Linked DNA regions of Mus musculus: all the other regions are linked to region 1. A link is a contact called in public Hi-C data. All regions are on one chromosome and are shown on one strand. Each heading gives the region's core, a stretch centred on a gene start, on an enhancer-like site or on the middle of the called end of the contact. The rest is flanking DNA. Distances are from core to core; before and after follow the strand shown.

Region 1 (3,970 bases), core at 642-3,141:
GACATCGCACCATGCCTCCCAGAAACCGCTATTCTATTACCACTGTATATTACAGCATGACAGCACGTGGAATTCTACCAATGTCCCACTGGCTCTGCACAGGGCCCATGTGAATGTTCAGTAGCAATATGCTGAGAGTGTGCTGCTGTGTCAGATGCAGTACACAGGGCTACATGTGACTAGAAACCAAAAGTAGTATCTGCTTTTAGGTCAAGATTTTCATCTAGTGAAAACCCTGAGGAACAGAGACTTCCCTTGTCAGGAACAGTGGCTAGCCTGTGGTTAAAAAAAAAAAAAAAAAAAGTTAACATTAATGATACACAAGTTTGTTAGTTAGACTTCACAACCTTGAGAAGAATCCTGAGAAAGCAAGTATAGGGAGGAAAGACCAACTTCTGTCCACAGTGAGCCTGCTCCTCACTGTAGGCCTGAGTGAGGCAGAATGTGTGGTAGTAGGGGCATGTGGAGGAGACCTGTCACTTCAAGGCAGCAAAATATGAGAGAGGCAGAGGACAAGATACCATCTTTCCCAGGGATGTCCCCAATAACCTACCTCCTCTAACTAGGCCACACCTATTGCCTCTCCTTTCCCCCACCCCCAGCAATGCCATCATACTATGAATCCACCACAAGAATTAATCTACTCCAGGGATCCACCCCATAATCAGCATCCAAACGCTGACACCATTGCATACACTAGTAAGATTTTATCGAAAGGACCCAGATGTAGCTGTCTCTTGTGAGACTATGCCGGGGCCTAGCAAACACAGAAGTGGTTGCTCACAGTCAGCTAATGGATGGATCACAGGGCTCCCAATGGAGGAGCTAGAGAAAGTACCCAAGGAGCTAAAGGGATCTGCAACCCTATAGGTGGATCAACATTATGAACTAACCAGTACCCCGGAGCTCTTGACTCTAGCTGCATATGTATCAAAAGATGGCCTAGTCGGCCATCACTGGAAAGAGAGGCCCATTGGACACGCAAACTTTATATGCCCCAGTACAGGGGAACGCCAGGGCCAAAAAGGGGGAGTGGGTGGGTAGGGGAGTGGGGGTGGGTGGGTATGGGGGACTTTTGGTATAGCATTGGAAATGTAAATGAGCTAAATACCTAATAAAAAATGGAAAAAAAAAAGAATTAATCTACTGATTAATGCAATCACCTGGCAACCAAGCTCCAGTACATGAACCTTTGGGGGTATTTTATATCCGGAGAATAGCAAGGGCTCACTGTGTGCTGGGGACTCAAGTGGTCTGCGTTGATGGCTGTGTAAGTAGGCACTGGTGCTAACTCTAAGCTGAGGAGGAGGAACCGAAGCTCAGGCAATGGTATGGAGAGGCTGGAATCTGGCCAGCCTGCTAAGCACCTCTTCTAGAACACACACTCTACCATTGAGAACTCAGAATGCCCTTGCTATGGATTTTATAAAGAAATGAGTACACAAGCTAGTGGGAAAAAGCCAGATGAGATAGGAGGTAAACTTCAGACTGTGCTGAGCACCATGTTGGGGGTGAGTGAGGTCCTGGAGAAGGGTGGACACAGGATGGGGTACAGCTCTAATGGCCTCATTACTTGGTTTAGTTCAGTTACAAGGAGCAGTCACTCTTGGGATGCCCAGTTAGTAAGGGTTTATCATGACGGAAGCAGCAGAGAGGCGTCTGCAGCCAGGCCTCTTGGAAGTTAGAACCATGGCTTACCACAGCCTAGCAAACTGTCCCTGCTGGCCCTGGAGTCGCAACGCACTGGATGCTTTTTCAGCTCTAGAGGAGCCAACTGCATTGGACTTGCACTTGCACTCCCAGAAGCCCCTGCTGCTGCTGCTGAGGGAGTGTTCTAGCTGTATACACACCTTTCACCCACTCACTGCCTTCTGCTGTCTCACACCCAGAGCAGAGGACGGGACAAGAAGCTGCCAGCACAGAGCCAGGATTCCTCCCCGAAATATGAAAATGCATGGAAGTCCTCAAAGTCAAAAGCTTTCTCATCAATGTAGGCGCAGAACTCGTGTGGCAGCAAAACCTGCCGTGAACTGCTGTGAATCTATTTGAATCTTAATTTCTCTGACTTACTGTGAAGAGGCAGACATTTCACCAGCACAGTACTGATTACCAGGTACTGTCCTGGATCCCACTGGAGGAATTAGTGTTATATATGGTATATTGACATGCTGCCTTTCTAGAACATAAAATTCTAAATCAAAACCCATTCAGACTCCCAGGCTTTGGATATGGAGCTGTGAACTTGTGCCACACTGTGGGCATAGGGGTACTACACATAGTACCCCTGCCAGCCTGCTTCATTGACATCAGGGCCACCCAAAGGGTGCTGACCCCATCTGCAGATTATAAGACCCTGCCTCAAATCTGCTGGTTGATAATTTCTATGAGATGCTCAAGAATTTACATCAAAACCAGTGAGCGCACATGGGTCTCAGGCACACTGAAACCTGAGACCCATCATGGAACAATCTTAGGAAATATGTATAGAGTCACTGTTTGGTTCATTATCTCCCTGGAAGCCATCAGACTGGCTGGGGGAGATGGCTCAGCCAGTCAATGTGCCTGATGCCAAGCTGACGACTAGCCTGGGATCCTTGGAACTTACACATTGGGTGGAAGGAGAGTGCTGACTCCCATAAGTTGTCCTGTAACCTCCACACATGTACCAGGGTGTGTGCGTGCATGCACACATCCTAATGAATAAGTGCAAATAAGAATTCACTATGCCACAGAGTTCCTCTTGGACAAATCTCAGCAAGCTCACTTGAGCTGTGCTTGACTCACCACAAGAATCTGGGGTGCAGATACAGATGTGACACGCTTCCAGCATGAAGAGCCATCTAGCCTTTCAGTCAGCATCTGCTGTTTCCATGATGCCTTTGGGGACAGTGGAGACAGCTTTGGGAATTTGGGCTCCCTATCCAGTGTTCAGCTACATGTGACTAAGCAAAAACAACCTGCATTGCAGGAGTCTTCAAATAGTTAAATTTTCAATCTTTATAAAAAAGAAAATCCATCAGACATGATTGATAAGTGTACTTTTTAAAACTAAAGGTAAAAAAAAAAAGTGAAGATTGGCAACATTTTTCCCCATATAATTTGCTTTCTTTGCCTTTTTCCACAGCACTGCACATAAATCAAAGAAATGTTAAGGAGGCCTATATATCACCAACTGGCATTTCAAAACTATTTACAAAGTCTTTAACAGACACAGGACAGAGTCCAGAAAACCAGGACCTGAGAGGCTGAAATTCAGAGAGAAAATTAACTCAAACACCGACAGAGCTAATTAAGTTTACAAATAATTCTCCAACGAGCAAATTATGATATTTAATAAGTCTTGCCTCAGTGAAGCAGGGTTACAGAACGCAGAGGGGGTGGGGAGATAGACAAGCCGACAAGAGTTTTCCAAACAAGAATAATGTATATTTGAGCAAGCTGCCTTTCTATGATTAAGCACAGAAATCTGGGACCAAGGCAGGGGAAATGATGTTTTAATAAGGTCTGAGATAGCCTGTGAGCTGCATTTTACATTCCCTTGCAACAGGGGTGGAGATACAGTAGGAGCAAGGTGCAAGCTGGGACTTAAGGTTCACAGGTCAGGGCCCATGCACTGACTGAGGTGGGGAGAGGCAAGGGCAGAGAAGGGTGGGCTGTCGTGGCCATATCCCACACAGACAGGACATCATTTCCCAAAGGCAGGTGACAGATCAAATTGGTAGTTTGTGTTCTGATTTCCAAAACCAGGGAAAAGTGTGCAAAGAAATTTATCTTCCTTCTTATTGGAAACAGCACAAGTGACTTGCAGGGGGCGGTGTCAGGTGGAACCACAGAGAGAAACAGGCCCAACCGCACAGGTGTAAGAGTCATATAGTCCCTAGCCCCACGCAGGAGAGTGGCTCCAATATTAATAAAGTCTACTTTCTTTGTCAAGGTCAGCTTCTATTGTGCTGCCATTACCAACCATGGG
Region 2 (3,753 bases), core at 850-3,349, 140 kb before region 1:
CCTGTCTCAGACTGTACAGGCTTGCTGCATGAAGTCTGGCTACCTTCCCTCTGGCTGGGGTGGATCAAGGCTCTTCCCTTCTCCTCAGAGCATCCTCTGAGAGGCTCAACAGCCAGTGCGAGGGAAGATGAAGTGGACACAGACAGCTCAGGGTAGGGAGAAGGATCGGGGTTCCCCGATAGCCTCTCTCTTAATCAGACTTCAGTGTGTGCCTGTTGGCCAAGTTCCCAGTTCAGCTATTTTGTTACTTTGACTTGGTTTCTTATCCTCAGGTGCCAGAGGTGAGAGGTAGTCTTCTGCCAGCACCAAGGGCGTGGCTACTCTTGCCTTCTGAAGCAAAGGCGGGGCTCCTCCCTGGTCCTGAGGTGGTGACCATCTTCTGTCCCCTGGCTCAGCCCTGCTATCACCCTCCTCCTGCCTACTGATTCCCACACCGTTGGATGCAGCAGGTTAGTGGCCTGGGGGGGTGAAGGGTGAGGCCTGCTTCCTTCTTGCCTGTACAGGAAAATCCACCAGAAGTTTTCACACACGATCTTCACAGAGCTTTGGGGATGGGGGAGGGTAGATATTTTTAGCTGAAAACTTTTACCAGAAGAAAGGCCACACCAGGACCGAGAGGAATGGACGTCATCTCATCTGGCTGTCATCTCTCTCGTTCCAGGTTCCTCTAAAAGAGGGAGAGAGCCTGAGACCGCTTGAAGAGCTATCCTCTGTCCGCACCCGCCCACCTGCTGCAGCTGCACCCGAACTGCTGGGAACGTGAGAAAGTCGTGGCATGGGGGATCACAGTCTGCCTTCTGCCTCAACAGCTGGGCTCTCCTCCAGCTGGTGACATTCAGGGTCTGGAGGGCCAGGACCACCTCCCCTCATCCGTACGCCAGTGCCCCGTCTTTGGGCCTTTCACGGAGACATGGTATCTGTTGGGTTGTGGGCCTCCCTTGGGTGTCTTCTTTTGCTTTGTTTTTAACAGACTCTCACTGTGTAGCCCAGGCTGGTCTCAAACTCACTGTGTTTTTAGCTCTGATCCTTCTGTCCTTCCCCTGCAGGTTCTGATGAGGCAGCTCCACCCAGCTTCCCTTGCTCACATCTGACCGGTCCTCCACACTCATTTCAGATGTCACCACCTGGGGAAGCCATGTTAGATGGCTACAGACACTCATCATTCTCCCACACGCAACAGACTGCTTGTCCCTAGGGTCCTGCTCCCACTAGGCTGAGGGACTAGGGGCCTCTCAGGATGCGTGCATCGCTGGAGCAGGGAACCTGTCCACTCCATTGTAGCCAGTGACCTAGGGCAATTCTCTTATCCACTGTAAACTTTGGCTTCTATGAGTTAAAGGAGAGAAGACAGCCTTGTGTTGAACATTTTGTGATGTTAGAGAGAGGCTCTTATGGTGCACTGTGCACAGCCCTGTCCATCCCTGGAGAGCCAGTGCCTGAGTGAGGCTGTGGGCAGGGACCTGGGCCTGGGCACCCTGGACCCTGAAAAGACCCCCCCCTTCTCTTAGATTTTGGCAACACTTACAAACCCAGTGTGACCACACAGCTGGCCTATGGCCTGCTCCCTACTGCTCTGAGACAAAGTGGCAATCCTAGGGAGCTACAGAGGGACAGATACTGGCTACTGTCCCAGGGGCAACTTCCCATGTTACTCTGTTCTTATGCCAGAGGCTTTGTTCTGAGGCTGTGGTTGGACTTGGTAAGGTTCTTACCCACAGGGGCCGGAGGCAAGGTACAGACAGCCCTCTGAGGGAATGCTATGCTGGGGACCCAGCACGCAGCCTGTGCAAGATGGCACCTCTCAGAGGGCCCCTTGCATTTACACCCCCTCATGGCAGGAAGGTGAGCCCTGTTTAACTGGGATGCCAGACATGGACTCTGCTGTTGGTAGCACTGTGGAGGGAGCTCTACTTGTTTCCTGTCCGTGGGGTAACTAACACTGGATTTCCCCTGAGAGATGACTCCACATTGCCATCCCAGCTTCCTGGTCTCCGGAACCATGGTGCAAATAAACTTCCGCGGATGTAAATCTCCTGGTTGTGGTCTGTGCTGCTCCTTTAGGTATACATAAGACAAAAACGTCTGCTTCTATGGGGCTTCAACCCCCAGGCTCTTGGCTCTACCCTGCGGTGCCTGCTGCCACCTGTTATTATTTATTAAGCTTACTCCATCCAATGGTCAGGCTGGAAGGACCAGGAGATGAACTGGAAACTGGAGTAGGGGGTGAGAAGCCAGAGGCCAGAGCAGTAGAGATGGGCCGAGTAGTCAGGCATCTGCCCTCATGGCTTAGCCTCTAGCAGCCCCTGGGGCTCATCCATCCACAGCCTGGGTTAAGACAATGAAGCGGCGGCTTTAAAAGGAGGTGACGTCATGGTCCCACGTGTGGTCCCCGATGGTCTAACTCACTCTGGAGATATTTCTGGAGCTGAAATGCCAGCTTCCTGCCTGGCACTCACGTTGATGTCACCATCCATCCAAGTTCACGGGTGGCAGGGTGACGGGCGGCTCACACTCCCCACATGTACACCCACATGAATCGAGGCTCACGGGAGCGGGAGGAGGAGCAGAAAGAGAGGATGGGAAGGGGAGAGGCCTGCACTAAATGCCCAGTGTCAAGGGGGGGAAAGAACTGAGTCACACTCACTCAAGTGACAGATTGGGCGGGGGGGGGGGGGCTCCTGTGAACTGACCCTATGTTTCGTTTGACGCATCCTCTTTCCTATCTCTCACTTGGGAGGCAGGGAAGGTACTACCCCGCCAGGCCAGGAAAAGGGACAGTGGCACTTGCTGCCCTTCCCCTTGCCTGGCCTGGGCTGTGAGCTGGCTCTGTGAATGGTCCAGCGCTTGGTGGTCAGATGGAAAGGAGAGCCTTGTTCAGAGCTTTCTCCCTTCCCGGCAGGCCAGACGGTGGGCTTCCATTGATACCATCACACTGGATATTTTAGGGGGCTATTGGCAGGAGGGCTGAGTTCATTTGGTGAGAAGGGAGCAATGTGAATCATTTGGGGAGAAAGGGACAGCTGTGAGGACACGAAACATGTCTATTACTAGGCACGAGGGGTGGGGCCTCTGTCCACCCTTGTCTGGCAGTCAGGGCGAGGGACTCATGCTTACCGAAGAAAGAAGGAGGGAATTGAGGGAGGGGCATTTTCCCTCTCAGTCTCTACCTGGGGAGGAAGGAGGGGTGGGGAGGGGAGGGGAGAGGGGGTGGGGAGGGCGGGAGGAGGTGCTGTGAGTGGAGCTGGCACTAAACTGTGAGGCCACTCCAGGAGCCAGGGGTGACAAACAGCTCTCTGGTGAAGAGCCCAGACTTCCCACCAGTATCCACATAGGTGTCATCTTGAGAGGGAACAGGCCTGGGGTAGCCTGAGTGACGGCTCTGACAAGAGGCGCAGAGGCAGCACCATCAGCTAAGATGTTCCCACCTGCAATGGCATTAGAAGATGGAGACCAGGAGATGAACTGGAAACTGGAGTAGGGGGTGAGAAGCCAGAGGCCAGAGCAGTAGAGATGGGCCGAGCAGTCAGGCATCTGCCCTCATGGCTTAGCCTCTAGCAGCCCCTGGGGCTCATCCATCCACAGCCTGGGTTAAGACAGTTAGACTCTGACGGAGGACAGCTGAGGTCGGGGCCACACTGGCTCTTCCAAGAACAAAATCACTACTGGCTTGATTTAAAAGTAATGTGGGACCGGGCAGTGGGGCACACCTTTGATCCCAGCACTCAGGAGGCAGAGGCAGGCAGATTTCTGTGA
Region 3 (3,533 bases), core at 412-2,911, 160 kb before region 1:
GGATTGATTGGCCTCAGCTCTCATTAGCATATAGTTAGCAGTGACCCTCTGCCTGGCCTGCTGCCTGGGCTGACCTGAATGGATCCGCTGCTGGTGGGAAGATGGGAGCTTACATCAGGCGCTCCGCTTGGGGACACCAGGGGCTTCCTCGGGGAGAGGCCGGTGGACAGAGGAGCAGGCCTGCAGGCGGCCAAAAAAACGCTCCGGGAGAAGGGGAACTCGGATGCAATGCTTTCTGGGAACTTGACCAATGAGGGATCAGAGAGCCATCCTTGCTCTCCCCCCACCCAGCAGGGGTGGGAGCCCCTCCCCTTCTGATTCTTTATTCTGCAGCAGGTGTAGTTCGGGGCTCAGGGCTTATTTGATGTTTGGACCCTGCTTGGCCTCTGTAGCATGAACAAAAATGGAGATGGGGATATATGGTCCCTCGGTCTCTGAAGAAAAACAGTCTAAAGCTTTCAAGTGCGTAAAGTGGCCGTAGGGGACAGTGACCATAAAGGGCACAGGCTATGAAGTCCTGAGGGCAGGGTGGGATCCTCTGAGTAGGTGGAAGCCTTCCTCCTGTTCCCTGTGCACAATGTATGGCCAGGCTGACCTTCAACCTATGGTGGTGGTGGTGGTGTATGTATGCTCAGTTTCTTTGTAGTTAGCTTTCAAAGATGTGTTTTTAAATTATATGCATGTGTGTGTGTGCACATGACTCCAGGTATCCTGGAAGGTCTCTGCAATTGGAGTTACAGGCAGTTGTCAGGCACTGGGGCCTGAACCTGAGTCTTTGACGAGAGGAGTCTGCATGCTCTTAACTGCAGAGCCAACTCTCTAGCACACAGGCACATTCTTTTGCAAACATGTAAAAAAAGGGCAGTTGTCAGCCCCATGGGTGCAGGGACCTCTTCTGCTGGTCTGTCCCAGCATCACCAAGGGCACCTGTGCATCACCCGTGCAGTGCTGGGGATGTGGGTGCTGAGCAGGTGTTGGCCAAGTTAGAGATCATTCCAGGTGATCTAGGGCTCTGTCTCTTTGGGAACCCTGACAGAACATCTGGCTCTTTTCTGTGGCTTTGGCCTAAGCTTTTAGAAGATAACATGTGTGTGTGTGTGTGTGTGTCGGTGTGTGTGTGTCGGTGTGTGTGTGTGTGTGTGTGTGTGTGTAGTCAAGTTCAGGTAACCCTCTGGCAGGTTATGGGAGAAATAGGGTAGGGAAGACAGACAACCTGGCAAGTGGTTCTTGGTCAACAAGGAATAGACTGCCCTGATGAACAGTTGGCCAGATTCCACATCCCAAGCTACTATGGTCCGGGGTCCCTAGGATGTGGAGCCTCCTGGGTCACACCACTTCAAGCTCAGACCCAGGTAGGACTTCAAAGATGGCGCTGGGAGAGCTGCTGGCTTGGTCTAGCCTGTGAGTAAACAAACAGGAACCCCTTGAGTCCCCTGCAAGCCCGGACCTCAGGAACAAGGCAGGCCTGTGGGAACTCAGCTTCCATACCTGGGCTTGTGGATCCTCTGGCAAAGTTAGTGCCAGTCAAGGAGGTGAGGCAGTCCCAGCTGGCTGGGCCCGAAGGCTTCCGGTGAAGTTGCAGCCCTTTGAGACACTGACTAATAAGCTCTTCGCTTTCTGAGCTGAGTGACTCAGTCACTTCATATAGGATCCCATCTGTCAGTTCTCTCAGAGCCAGTCGGTTTCTAGGCCTCTGGCCAATTAAAAAAACCCGACTAGCTTTGTGTGACTCTGCCGAACAGCTAGTCCTGGTGAGCGTTGTTTGCCTCTGTGGAAGGAGGCCTCTTGGCTGCCCTTGTAGATCCTGCCTTGGAGAGAATTTCAAGTTGTGTGGACAGAAAGGACCAGGAGGCAGCAAGCTGCAAGGAGACACGCCCCCGATACATAGCTGAGCACGCCTCATGAGTAGAAGGCTGTACAGGACAGGAAGTGGAGATCTCATTCACCCTTTGCGTCGATTTGAGTTTTGGTACTCGACACCCTGGAGAGACCTTGGACTTTAGGCTTGATGTAACTGGGTGTGGGGGCAGGGAGTATGGACAGCCTAGGTCGTCCCCAGGACTGGTCACACACTGGATTCTCAGTCTCCTTTGTGCCCCTCAGCCAGTTAGCCTTGCTAATGTCCAGGGGTTGCTTGGGGCCCGAACAAGCTGCTGAGGCCAAGGGGTGGAAGCTGGGGCACCATTGCTTCTGGTGACAGAGACAATGTATATTTCCTGTGGGTAGCCACCCTAAGGCTGATTTGAGCTGAGTTAGAAAACCCCTTTAAGTGTAGGGAGAACTGTCCATGTGGGTGCCTAGGGCAGAGCTACTCAAGAGGTGAGTGCTGGGTTGTAGTTTTTATAGTAAAAGCCTTGGCTCCAGGGGCTTCAGCAGCTTGGTTTGGCCACCATCCTGATACATCCAGCGTGCTAGCTAAAGAGGCCTGTGGTGGTGAAAGCAGGGAGAAGCTGTCCCCCAGAGTGTGCACACTGCAAAATGTTCACTAGTGTGTGCACACTGCAAAGTGCAGATGAAGGGTCTCAGGTCCATCTTCAGGGAACTGATGTGAGGATTCAAACTTTAGATTCAAGTAGAATTGGGAGAGGTACCCCTTCCCCCCACTGCACCCGGGGGAGGGGCGCAAGAGGTGTGCTGACTCAGCCATTCAGAGCACACACACTGCTCTTGCAGAGGACTCAAGTTCAGTTCCCAGTTCCAGGGCATCTGGCGTCCTCTCTTGATTTCAACACACACTTGTGCTCACACAGACACATAAATGAAAATCAGAAAATAAATATATATATATATTTTAAATGTGCCTGCCTCAGGTCTATAGGGTACTCTGAGAAAGTCCTTATTGCCCGAGGGGACAAGCTGGAGCTCTGGAGGTGGACATCCCTGTTGCAAGGTGTGTCCTCTTCCTTTCGAACAATCACTGTCAGCTGGTGCTGGTCTGTCTGTCCTATGAGGCTCTGCTAGTTCTGGAATCTAAGGTGACATGTGGACAATGGCTAGGATGTTACAGGGCCTGGAACAGAACATTGGAAGCTGATAAGGCTTCCTTCCACTCTTACCTTCGTAATTTTGGCTTTGAAGGAGACTGAGAAGGTCATGGTCCTCCTGGTTCTAGACAAGAGTGAGTGACACACAGGCTGTAGGCATGTGACCATAGTAAAGCAGACAAATACGGAGCAGAGGCACAGACAGACTCATCCTGCCTTTATTTACCAGGGTCTACGTAAGGAGACCATGAGCAAAATATCTAAAGGGAATGCCAGTTAGAGGTGCCTTGGGACTGCACAGATCAAAGCTGTCCACAAAGGAAGTGGGGACTGAACCTGTACCCCAGAACCCATAGCAGAACAGCTGTCAACCTGGGCCTCTTCTTTCAAAATTTTATTTTCATCATTGATTTGTATGTATGTATGTATGTATGTGTGTGTGTGTGTGTGTGTGTGTGTGTGTGTGAATGTCTATGAATGTGTGTGCATATGTGGGGGTATGTGTGTGGAGGTCAGAGGACAACTTGTGGTAGTCACTTCTCTCCTTCC

The links. A called contact is a pair of places that touch in the nucleus more often than the background predicts.
Region 2: a contact with region 1 is called in a Hi-C map of cerebral cortex, with 2.3 times the contacts expected there. The contact joins two enhancer-like sites. A contact is called at or near these places in 4 of 39 promoter capture datasets (the C10 cell line, cranial neural crest, embryonic stem cells and 1 more), 1 of 15 datasets of contacts at CTCF or cohesin (large pre-B cells), 5 of 484 Hi-C or Micro-C datasets (CD4 T cells, the G1E-ER4 cell line, Sertoli cells and 1 more), 4 of 115 datasets of contacts at active chromatin or transcription factors (the 230-238 cell line and embryonic stem cells) and 4 of 9 other capture datasets (adipose tissue, embryonic stem cells, liver and 1 more).
Region 3: a Hi-C map of cerebral cortex shows a contact between it and region 1, with 2.5 times the contacts expected there. The contact joins two enhancer-like sites. A contact is called at or near these places in 16 of 39 promoter capture datasets (the 3T3-L1 cell line, 3T3-L1-derived adipocytes, the C10 cell line and 10 more), 1 of 15 datasets of contacts at CTCF or cohesin (large pre-B cells), 7 of 484 Hi-C or Micro-C datasets (CD4 T cells, the G1E-ER4 cell line, the N1E-115 cell line and 3 more), 5 of 115 datasets of contacts at active chromatin or transcription factors (the 230-238 cell line, differentiating embryonic stem cells and embryonic stem cells) and 3 of 9 other capture datasets (adipose tissue, embryonic stem cells and liver).

The regions. Positions count from the first base shown.
Region 1 is chr2:29,398,357-29,402,326 of GRCm38.p6, reverse strand. The region is part of intron 2 of Med27 (mediator complex subunit 27); the gene reads right to left. Among named protein-coding and RNA genes, the nearest start is that of Med27, 54 kb to the right of the region's middle. Within about 2 kb of position 1,891, at least 7 of the 459 cell types and tissues checked have an H3K27ac peak or open chromatin away from gene starts, as enhancers often do. A contact at or near this core is called in cerebral cortex, where this site is marked.
Region 2 is chr2:29,540,902-29,544,654 of GRCm38.p6, reverse strand. It overlaps Gm30761 (a long non-coding RNA gene), which reads left to right. Exons shown (of 3, transcript XR_866086.1): 2 at 273-449; 3 at 662-2,018. Among named protein-coding and RNA genes, the nearest start is that of Gm30761, 4.0 kb to the left of the region's middle. Within about 2 kb of position 2,099, at least 20 of the 459 cell types and tissues checked have an H3K27ac peak or open chromatin away from gene starts, as enhancers often do. A contact at or near this core is called in cerebral cortex, where this site is marked.
Region 3 is chr2:29,562,304-29,565,836 of GRCm38.p6, reverse strand. No RefSeq gene overlaps it. Among named protein-coding and RNA genes, the nearest start is that of Gm30761, 17 kb to the right of the region's middle. Within about 2 kb of position 1,661, at least 30 of the 459 cell types and tissues checked have an H3K27ac peak or open chromatin away from gene starts, as enhancers often do. A contact at or near this core is called in cerebral cortex, where this site is marked.